Regions from separate parts of the Gossypium hirsutum genome. Here region 1 is linked to region 2. The links are chromatin contacts, called in public Hi-C maps. All regions are on one chromosome and are shown on one strand. Each heading gives the region's core, a stretch centred on a gene start, on an enhancer-like site or on the middle of the called end of the contact. The rest is flanking DNA. Distances are from core to core; before and after follow the strand shown. Region 1 holds the start of LOC107953132 (protein LURP-one-related 17). Region 2 holds the start of LOC107951963 (reticulon-like protein B3).

What was found. A called contact is a pair of places that touch in the nucleus more often than the background predicts.
Region 1: a contact with region 2 is called in a Hi-C map of leaf, with 4 times the contacts expected there. The contact joins the promoter of LOC107953132 here to the promoter of LOC107951963 in region 2. A contact is called at or near these places in 6 of 34 Hi-C or Micro-C datasets (hypocotyl, leaf and petal).

What each region holds. Positions count from the first base shown.
Region 1 is chrA02:49,923,069-49,928,718 of Gossypium_hirsutum_v2.1, forward strand. LOC107953132 (protein LURP-one-related 17) reads left to right here and starts at 2,391. Exons shown (of 2, transcript XM_016888364.2): 1 at 2,391-2,738; 2 at 2,831-3,318. The coding sequence starts at 2,445. The coding sequence ends at 3,202.
Region 2 is chrA02:49,107,735-49,113,609 of Gossypium_hirsutum_v2.1, forward strand. It overlaps LOC107951963 (reticulon-like protein B3), which reads right to left and starts at 4,543. Exons shown (of 7, transcript XM_016887159.2): 1 at 4,430-4,543; 2 at 3,191-3,229; 3 at 1,606-1,830; 4 at 1,025-1,205; 5 at 777-918; 6 at 577-646; 7 at 38-490. The coding sequence starts at 1,801. The coding sequence ends at 321.

The DNA.
Region 1 (5,650 bases), core at 1,141-3,640, 810 kb after region 2:
AAATAGATTAAATTGTAATCTAACTTCTAATAAAAGGGACTCCATGATAATTTTACCTAAGTGTTACAATGAATTCCATTTTTTAGGGCTGCATGTAATTTACTTTTTTCGATCTTTATATATCCGTCTTTCTCCATTTCTCTATCTAAGAGCAAAGACGTGTTTGAACTGAGTATGACTATTGGATAGGAGTTAGGACCATGCGATGCTTATTTATTATTATTTGGTTGATCTTCCCGAATTTTAATGCCCACTATACAACATGGAAAAGTCTATAGTTTACAAGATATTTAACACCAAGAATTTAATTTTTAGATTTTTTTAATGTGATAATTTAACTGTTTTATTTTTAAAATTTCGACATTTCAGTCGTAATTAAAAGTTCATTTGATTAAATCTTGTTAATATATTTGCACCATGCAAAAAGTTCATGCTCTCCAATTAAATTTTTTAATTTTTATATTTTTCGAATTTTAAAATTCTAATCTTGACATTAAAGATAACCATTAAATTCATTAATTGACTTTTTTAGTATAATATGTGGAAATAGTAAGCTAACATAGCATTACATGTGTGATAATATCTTTGCCACATCAAATTTTAAAAATAGTAGAACTTAGTGAATTTAACAACTATTGTTTAGTTAATATTTAAATTTTAAAAAAAATAAAAACAAAGAAAAATTAAATTTTAGTATAATGACTAAATCCATAACTTGTATATAATATATGTAGTAATAGCAGAATTCAACCCATAAAACCAATGTGAAAAGTTGACTTGTTTTTGAAAATCTTGAATCAGATTGATTTAATGACCTAATCACACACATATATGTTTAATTGTGGTTTTAGACCATTTATATCATTGTAATTTTAGATTAAATTGATAATATCATTAATTGATGCTGTTAAAGTCACGTAGAATTTTCTTTAAAATAGTCTTAAGCATTCAACTAATACTTAATTAATATGTAAATTTATTATTATCTGTCTTTCAAAAAGAGAAATGATTGAATATGATTGACTAAATTTGTAACCCGAATTACGAGAGCAATTAATAGTAAAAATAAAATGTAATTCATTATTTTAATGATGAAAATTAATATTGTTATCAATTTAGATTTATTAATAATTAGATCATATATATATATATATAAAATATATTTTTTGTACATTTACGATTAACTTAAAGCATATGATAAACGTAATTTACTTTCAACTCACATATCATAAATAAAGTTAAGCATGTAATTTTATGCTAACCATCTAGTGCTGCTAAGGCAAAAGTCCGGATGCTAATTCATTGTTATACCAAGTGACCGACATCCTTGGCCTTTGGGAGCAACGTCTTCACCAAGGTGGCCTACCAAAGACGACCAAAGTGATGAAAAAACCCTAGACGTTCAGGCATAATAGTGCTTAGACCGATCCATTTGCACATAAATGGGACAAATTCTTTACGAATATATATACAATAAATAACACAACTATATATAATACAAAAAAAATTTATACAGATCATCAAATCTAGTACTTGGACAAGCCAATGGGGTCTACGGTCTCACCCTTCGTCTGTTTTTGTTTCATTGGTTTGATGACAGCTAAAACACATGGGACATTCTGACGGCAAAAACTACAGTATAAATTTATCTTGAATTCCTCGCAGATTTTTTACAGTTCATAATATTTCGTCGCCTTATGTTCATTGAAATCAATGAATTAGGAACCTAACAAATACTTCAATTTGGAATCTTGGATACTATCGTTGCTGAAATTTTACACACGTATCCCGTTTCCCAACATTAACAATATTCAATATTTTTTTGTAATTAGGTGTTTGATAGTCACATTATATGAAATTGAATCGAGTCAAATTCCTAAATTGATAAAAAAAATTTAATTGTTTTTGGGTAATCTCTTAAGTGAGATTTTATTATAGTGAATCCGATAGAATCTTTTTAAATTTATTTGATTAAGTCATATAAAAAATTAAAAAATTGTGTTGGTAACGTAAAATTTGTTAAATTAATCACATAATAAATTATTTTTCTCTAAAGATAAATTTCTCTTACTTTTTAATATTGAAACTAGTTAAATTAATTAAAAGATAATTTCATATTTTCAATACAAATATTATGCAACCTAATTAAGAATAGATGTGATTTTGGATTCAAACCCTAAATTTAATTTAAGCAATATCAATTTTTTTTAATCCCTGGATCAACATTAGTAAAAGAAAGTTACTTTTAGGAAAAAGAGGCTATGAGTCATGACAATTAGGTAAAAAGTCGTCATTTCACAATTTTTGAGAAGAAAAAAAAAACTACATTGCTTAACTACCATATGTTTCTTAACACTATAAGCTAAAAGCCTATAAATATCTTTTTCTTACAAGTCTTCTAAAAGCTAAAAAAAAAAAAACAAGTTTTTTACATACAGAAACATATGAGAAACATGTTCTTTTTCTTGAAATCCTTATCAAGATCAGTCCATGATGATGAAGAACCACAAGAACAGCCCGAGTTATCCAAAACCGACGGCGGCAGCAATGACGATGATCTTTGCACATCGCTAACGGTGTGGAGAAAATCATTGTTGATTAGCTGTAACGGATTCACGGTGATTGACTCTAATGGAAATCTAGTTTATCGAGTTGATAACTACATGGGAGGACGCCCCAAGGAACTCGTTCTTATGGACGGTAAAGGGAACTCCATTCTCACAATGAGACGTTGTAAGGTAAAAACTATTACATTTTTCTCAAGACTTCACCTTTGAATCATCTAGTAATATAAAAAATCGAGCTTAAAATTTCTGATTTTTAATGGCAGAATCTAAGATTAGTCGATACATGGGTTATCTATGGAGGGGAAGTAGGTGATCATTGTACATCAGAGAAGCCAATTTTCTATGTGAAGAAGTGCATTAACATTTTGCACACCAACAAATCTAATGTGTTAGCATATGTATACCGTCCGCCGTCGGATAAACGTTATGCGTATACGATCGAAGGATCGTATTCGCATAGATCGTGCAAAGTGGTTAATGTGAAAAAAAGAGTGGTGGCGGAGATCAAGAGAAAAGATGCAACAAGTGGAGGTATTTGTTTTGGATTAGATGTTTTTCTGTTGATTATAAAAGCAGGATTTGATCCTGGATTTGCAATGGCTCTGGTTCTTTTGTTGGATCAAATGTTCTCTTAGAATTTAATTGAAAGCTGCCATTTTTTTTCCCTAAGGATTGCAGCATCAATTACCTTGTAAATATACATAAATTAGGGAGTTGATAGAAAGAAATGAATTAACATTTTGATTGAAAACCGTTTACGATTCAAGTGTTCTGAATCTGATTGCAGAGTTCATTTTCAATTCCTTGCTGATTTTTCCAGGAAAAAGAAATCTAGGAACAGATATTATGAATTCAATAAGGGTAGGTGATAATAAGTAAATTCGGATAGAAAAATAAAAAATAAAATTTAATTTTAGGATAAATTACATAATTGGTCATCCAAAAAAAGTATGTAATATGAGCATTACAGTTAAATAAATGCTTTCATTTTGATTAACCGTTAATTTGGGATTATGCAATGTTATTGGACACTCTTTTTAGTTACCAAACCTTAGTAAATTTTTATTTTGTTCATTTTTTTTTAAAATTATTTAGAAGAAAAACTTTGATTTTTATAAAGATAAAATCTAATTTTTTCTTGTAATTTAAATCCATGTAAATGAGTGGTTAAAATAAAATATTATCAAAATTAGGTGTTAACCTCAAATTAAGGATGGTTGATCAAAATGAAACATTTGTTAATGACAATGTCCGTAATGCAAATTTTTTTAATGCCCAAAATAAAACTCATGAAAGTTGGGTTAGACAAACAGCTATATAATTTAGGTTAAAATGTGCCAGTCACTGTACTTTTTAAAAAGAAATTTAATTCTAATAATTATATTTTTAAAAATTTAGTTCCTTCCCTTTTCAAAATTTAAAATTCAAAATTAACTCTTAACACAATTAATTTCTTTCTGTTAAATTTATTGAAATAAAAAAATTTTATTTGATAGCCATTAATTAAAAAAGTGGTATAATTAACTTAAATTTAACAAAAAGAAGAATAACAATATTAACGATTAGACTTAGATTTTAAAATTTAAAAAAAGTAAATTTCTAATTTAGAGAAAATAGAAAACTATATGCATATTTTAACCTACAATTTACCATTAACTTTTGCGCATTAAATATCCAACTTTGGCATATTTTGACTCTTTCATTGTATTCCATGTTTGAGAAAGGGTAACATGTGATTGATTACTGCCGTTTGCAAAAAGAAAACTTGTGGAGACCGTTGAACCAACAAGGCTAGATAATTTCTTCAGCAATTTGCAGGGTCAAAGTTCCTTACTTAAAATAAAAGTTGGTTTGAAACTGTGTCAAATTTCTTCACACATTTCTACTTCCTTACTATTCCTTGTCCGTCCATTCAGCAATTTGAGTGACGTGAATTTATATCTAGGCAATTGATTTAAAATTTAAATTCATCAAATTAAAATCTCAAATTTGAGTCAAAATTAAGCATTAGTTTATTCCACTTCAGAATTTCAAATACGTGGATCACATGTAAAAATAATAAAAGAATTATAAATTTTTTTATTAAAAGTTAAATTGTATTTTTTACTCTTTATCTAAACATGAGTAAATAAATCAATGTACTTTAGATCAAAATGTAAATTGGTCATTTTTATTAAAAATATTCTACTATTAAAAATTAGTGTGACTGACAAACTAATCAGATAATTACCTCATTCTAACATATAGAGACTAAATGACCAATTTACTTTTTTATCTCATATAAATAAATAATTTTTCCATTTTTTTTAATAAAAGAGGTAAAATGCAATTTGATTCCTAGTACAGTAGACTCCATAATATTTTTACCATACTATTCTCAGTGCATATATATGACTGACAAGAATAGGGTAATCTCTTAAATTTTATTGATAGACGTTAATGGTATATATATATCTATACAACAGCAGTTATGTAGGAATCAAATTGTTAAAATATAATATTCCATAATAATATCTTATAATATCCCATTAGGAATTAAATTGCTAAGAGATAATTCATAATAATATCTTATAACATCCCACTAGGAATCAAATTGCTAAAAAAAATATCCCATAATAATATCCTAACACCCCCTTCAAGTTGGAGGAGTAAAGATATTCAAATTGTGGTTTACCAAGCGCCTTTATAAAAATGTCAATTAACTGAACGAAGGTCGGAACATAAGAAGGTGTAATCAACCTACTTGGATTGCCTCCTTAATAAAGTGAAAATCCATTTCAATATGTTTAGCATGCTCGTGACATACGGGATTCTGTGCAATATGCAACACAAATTGACTATCACAAAATAAATTGATTGCTTTAGGATAATGAACACCTAAGCTCAATAGCAAAGCCTTCAGCCACTTGAGCTCACAAGTGATGGAAGTCATAGACCTATACTCAACCTCAATAGAAGAACAGGAAACAATATGTTATTTCTTAGTTTTCTAGGAAATAGGAGATTGTCCCAGAAAAAACAAGCCAAGCAGAAAGGAAATGTCGAGTTAACGAACAAGCAGCCCAATTCAAATCACACCACTC
Region 2 (5,875 bases), core at 3,293-5,792:
AAGCAAAGTGAATTATTCAGTAGGATAACTAGAAAAATTTCCAAAGAACTTGCAATTCGGTGTACAATCCATTAATCAACATGCAATAAAATAACATATTGTCTCACATAGCATATAAATCCATGGGACAGCTCCCATGTATGACAGCAGAACCAAAGATGTTAAGAAAAAAAAAGTTTCCATATTCATCATCATTTTGAACCCAGTTACTACAAAAGAAAAGGATAAAAGCAGGATTCTAACTGATACTGGATAAAACTCAACAACTTCATGAAATACAGTCCTCTGAACCTAGCAGCATCAACATCCTGACCGGTAAACTAATCCTTCTTCTTTTGCTTTAACGGTCCCCTAGGAATCTTACTTAGAACTTTTGCATCAAACACTGCATACTGCTTCTTAATCTCATGCATTGCTTTCTCGGCAAAGGGATCCACCTTGTCCTCATACTTCTCGTACAGCACAGGTACAGTGTGAAGTACTACGAAGACTGTTTCGCAAAAGAATTTACATCAAACCAGGAAATTAGAACATTTAAAAGGGGAAAAACAAAGCGCCCGAAGGCAACTTCAATACCTATATAGAACAGCGTCAAGAAGTTGCACCAACTTCCCACAATAGACAAGACCCATAATCCAGCAATAACCTGAACAATCACAACGCCGTTCCAGTATTTTCATATAAATGAAATGGACTGTCATGAATGAATAACGGAAAATGATGGCCAAGCAAAAAAACCTAGTATTAAGTATAAGAGAAACAAGAAAATAACATACAGAGAGGAACATCTTAAGATCTCTTCCTAATGCAATATCCCGCAGGACAGCGAAAGCCCGGTTAATCTCAAACCTAAGTGCCAGGGCAAACTCTAAAACTGGTTCCTTAGGGATTTGAACTTCCGGGATATGCGGTGTAGACCTATTCAAAGAAAAAAAAAAAACATTTACATTACTACTATGAGCAGAAACAAACAAACCTGAGTCCGAATAAAAACCCAATATGGAAAATAAATGCAACAGCTTACTTGTTGATGAACTGAGTAGCATTTGACCACAAGAAGAGCAATGCAAGAGCAAGTATCAACAAGTGACACACTAGAGTGAGCAGGTGATATTCAAGCAATTCAAACAAAACCCATATCACAGTTGCAACACCAAGCGCTCCTGCTGAGATCTTTTTGTTCCTCCACAGTAAAATGTCGGCCGCTATCACACACATACACCAATTTCATCACATAATTTTATCATCGCAGGGGGCTATTGATAATCAATAATACCAAGTATTGAAATTTATAATAAAATAAGATAATCCTAGGATTTGTGCGCACTCACAAAGAAAAAAAATGAACTTTACCAAAATTAATCCATAAATTCACTTAAAGATCTACAGATTCACTGATCAAAAAACATAATTAAGCTCAAATATCACTAATTAATCAAAATTAAAAGCTAGATGCAAATCACTAAGTCAGATCTAATTACTCTCTCATGACACAAAATAAAAATAACATCTGATTCTAAATGAAAATCAGAAAATTTAAAAACCCAGACTTGTAAAAGACCTTAATTTAAGAATTGAAGAAAAAGGAGGGTCCTTATAACATACGTTTGCCTCCACCGAAAACATGGTGGACGGGCTTTTCTCTTCCAAAGAGACGAAACACCTTGTCCTTGATCGAAGATTCCGATTGCTTGTCGTCATCGGAATCCGACGACGATGACGATGAATCATGACCATGGATCTTCTCCGCTATCTTTTCCATCAAAGATTCCTCGTGCTTCTTCTCTTCGTGCTCAGCCATTTTTTTTTCTTTTTTTTTCCACACAAATTCTTAAAAGAAAAAAAAAACCAACTACTCGCTTTGAAACGTTTTTGAATATTGAAAGAAAAAAAAACAGAGAAATGTAAGATTTGAGTGTTGTTTGACTTGTTTTCTTTGAAGCTCTTAGTATCGGGTTTTGTGGCTATAGAGGGCGTGAGTGTGTACACGTTAGATTTAATCTAGACCGTTAACTGAAGGTGTTTTAAATCTGAACCGTTTCATATGTTGGAGATTGACGACCGTTTGATTTTCTTGATGAAGACGTTCGTGTTTGATATAAACCGACTAATAGTATTTGCACACGTGGAGTGAGCAGGTGATTTGTATTAAATAAACTATAATATTTGGCAATTTTTAACCTATTTACAAAATTTAAATTTTTTATTTTTTTATTTTTTTAAATATCAAAGTCTAGATGTTTCTGATGGGAATTAAACATGTTTGTTAGACCATTAGTTTGGGGGCTACCATCAATTGTAATAATTAATAGGTTAAAATGTAATATAAGTCCATGTATTCTTCACAAATTTGAATGTTAGTCCCTATATTTTTATTTCCATTAATTTTGTTTTTTTATTTTTTCAAATTTTAAAATTCAAGTTTAGTTATTAACATTGTTAAATTTGTAAGTATGATATTTGAAATAAAAAAATTTCACTCGATAATAATGTAATTAAAAAATAACGTCGTAATGAACCTTAATTCAACAAAATAACTTTAACAGTGTTAATAGTTAAACTTAGATTTTGAAATATGAAAATAGAGAATACATTTCTAAAATAAAAGTAAAAAATTTAAATTCTGAATTTACGAAACATAAGTAGATTCATGACATATTTTAATACAACATATCATAGCTTTTATTTTTTTATTATATATATATTTAAAGAGTGGTAACTACAAAAACAAAACAAAAAAGGAGAGAGTAAAATATAAATTATTTTTAGGACTAATTGGGTGATGGTGTATGAGAAATGTTGAGGGGTCGAGTCTCTTATTTAGAGAAGTTTTGAAAATATTATTTTTTTATTAGTTGATTAAACCCTCAAATAGTGGAGGTATTATGCCCGAAATGTATATACTCGGTTTTGTGTCGGGTTTTTATCTCCTTACTTTATGTAGAGCTCAAAGGGAGAATGCTTAGATTAATCAAGAGAATATTTTATCATTTGGGATTGACAGGTTTAAATAAGTAAAAACATTAAATCTTTTAAATTGAATAAACATTTGAATAAAATAATTATGATGTTTTAAACTAAATTTTCCATATCTCGCATGTTGGAAATCAAAGTTAACACAAGAAAGTGTGAAATGGGGAAATGAAGATGTAAGGATAAAAAAAAAAGTCAAAAAATAAGATCCAAAAACCTGATTTAGATCCTCTTTCTTCACGTGATATTGATCACCCTACATATGTGACAACAACATTCAGACAAACTGCAATTCGATGAATAATATATAAATCAATCAATATTTCCAAACCAATTGAAATATATAAATTAAAATAAAATTATATATACTTTTTTTTATTGATTTTATCCATTTCCATTTCTTTTTAACCTGTAGTTTGAAGGGGACGATTAGGGTTTTTTTTTCTTAATTTGAAAAATTTGAATAAAATAATTAATTCTAAAAAATAAATTTTGAATTAGGCTCCTTAAGTTTTGTACTATAGTTGAAATTAAGTTTGGGGTATGGGTATCGGGTAGTGATATAAATGAAAAATGATTTGGATTTAGGGTGAGTTTGGATGAGCAATGCGTTTATTTGCGGTTAGTGTAAAAACAGTAGTGGCGGTGAAATTAGATACTGTAGTGATACTGTAGCGTGAGATAAAAAGTAAGCTAAACGTACTGCACCGCACCCAATTGCTCATCCAAACTAAGCCTTAGTATCATGCTGTCCAACTGAAATGTGGTCTCCTATCACTTTAGGACTCACAAACCTTTAATAGGAGCGAATCATTTTTAGGGGCGGCTTCGAGGGCTACTAACCCTATTTTCTTAAAATCTGATTTTTTTTATTATATAAAATTTTATATTGAGTATCACTCTCCCAAATTAATAAATTATTAATTTAATTTTTTAGAATTTATAAGAAATATATACTATTGAAATTGTGAAATTATATTTTAGTACTCATAAATAACCACCTCAAAAAATATTCCAACTTTTGCCCTTAATCATTAGACTCACACGCACACATTATAGCGAACGACACTCCTATGATTCAAACTCAAACAATTTTTAAGAAAGATGATCATCCAACCAATTAACTTATCACTTAAAATTTATTTGTTGAAACAAATTTTAATTGATTTGGAGAAAAAAAAAGGGTAGCTGATAAAGAAGATGATAAAAATAAGAGTGTCTAAAGAGCATATCCTCCTCAAAAAGTCTCTAAAAATTTATGCAAGGAAGATTTTTTCGAGTCAAATTTTGAATCATTAGGACAGATCAAACTTCAAATCAGATTATGATATATTTTATTATAATTCTACAACAACACAAAAATACTGCAAGAAATGACATTGCAGGGAAAAAAACTAATAGGTAGTCCTACAATACTAAACAAAGTAGAAGGAAATGCAAAGAGTATAGAGATTACCTCATTTGAAGGTTGTAAAGAGAGAAAAAAGCAATGCAGGGCAATATATATATAGCAGCTTGTACATGGATACTCTTTCTGAATAACAAAGATTTTGAGCTACAAAATGCCTGCAGCTCTTCATTGACCATATTTGAAGCTAATTTTTGGGTGTTGTTCCATTTTTTTCTGGTTTGACCAATATAACCATGTTTTGAGGGCATGAATCTGGTAGGAATAAAGGGGCAATGTTGTCAATGTCGACTTCTCCATGTGAGTTTAAAAGAACATTAAAACGAATATGCGCTGGGTACCATCTGCCCTTTGCCTCATCTTATCTACAAACTAAATTAATTACATTTGTATATGTGGAATTTCAGACCCAAAAAAAAAAAATTACAAATTTGGGCCGTTTTAAGAACTTAAAAAGCATGCCATAACCCATGGCCCTGTCTTTAGAACTGGCGAAGCACAAATGGGTTTAAATTTCTTTTGCCAATTTACTCATTTTCTTTTTAAAAATTTGGTCATCAAATTAAAAAATAAATAAATTAAAATTTACCATCAATTTTTGAAAAAAAGTTGAAATTATATTTTTTAATGAAAATGCTGTCTAAGATATTAAATATTTAAATATGACATGTTGCATGATAATTCACATGTACATCATTATTATATTTCTATTTTGAAGTTTAATATATTTTTATTTTTATAATTTTTAAAATTATATGTTGGTGTGATATATAATGTCATTTTAGCACGAAGTGTATATAGATTATCACACAAGTTGCTACGCTAACTATGTTAAAAATTTAATGTTTTAAATCAATTTTTTATTTAAAAAATAAATCTTTTTTAAAGATTAATAACCAAATTTAATTAAAAAATAAGAATCAAATGGATAAGAAGGAAAACTAAGTTTATCCTTAGGCTTTTTAATAAATTAGTCCCACTTATGACGGGTTTGAAACAAGTAATATTGTGTCACTTTTATATGACCCTTTTCATACTTGCATGAATGATGCCTAATATAATCCATCTCAACTCAGATGAAGGTTCTGCAAATTTATGAAGTCCTGGATCCATGTTCAACGAAAATTCACCATTCACCATTTCAAACAACTCTAATCCTTCTTACCCATGCTTGGTTGCTACAATCATTTCCATCCACTACAGCAAAATTAACTTTTAGCGGCGTTTTTTTAGGCCTTTAGCGGCGCTTTTACAAGTGCCACAAAAAACGCCGCTATAGATGACGCCACAAAAGTTTGCGGCATTTATTTTAAAAAACGCCGCTAAAGGTCATGGCCTTTAGCGGCGCTTTTCTTACAAACGCAGCTAAAAGTCGCGACCTTTAGCGGCACTTTTCCCACAAACGCTGCTAAAAGCCAAGACCTTTAGCGGCGCTTTTTCCACAAACGCAACTAAATGTCATAAAAATTAAAAAAAATAAAATATTATAAAATA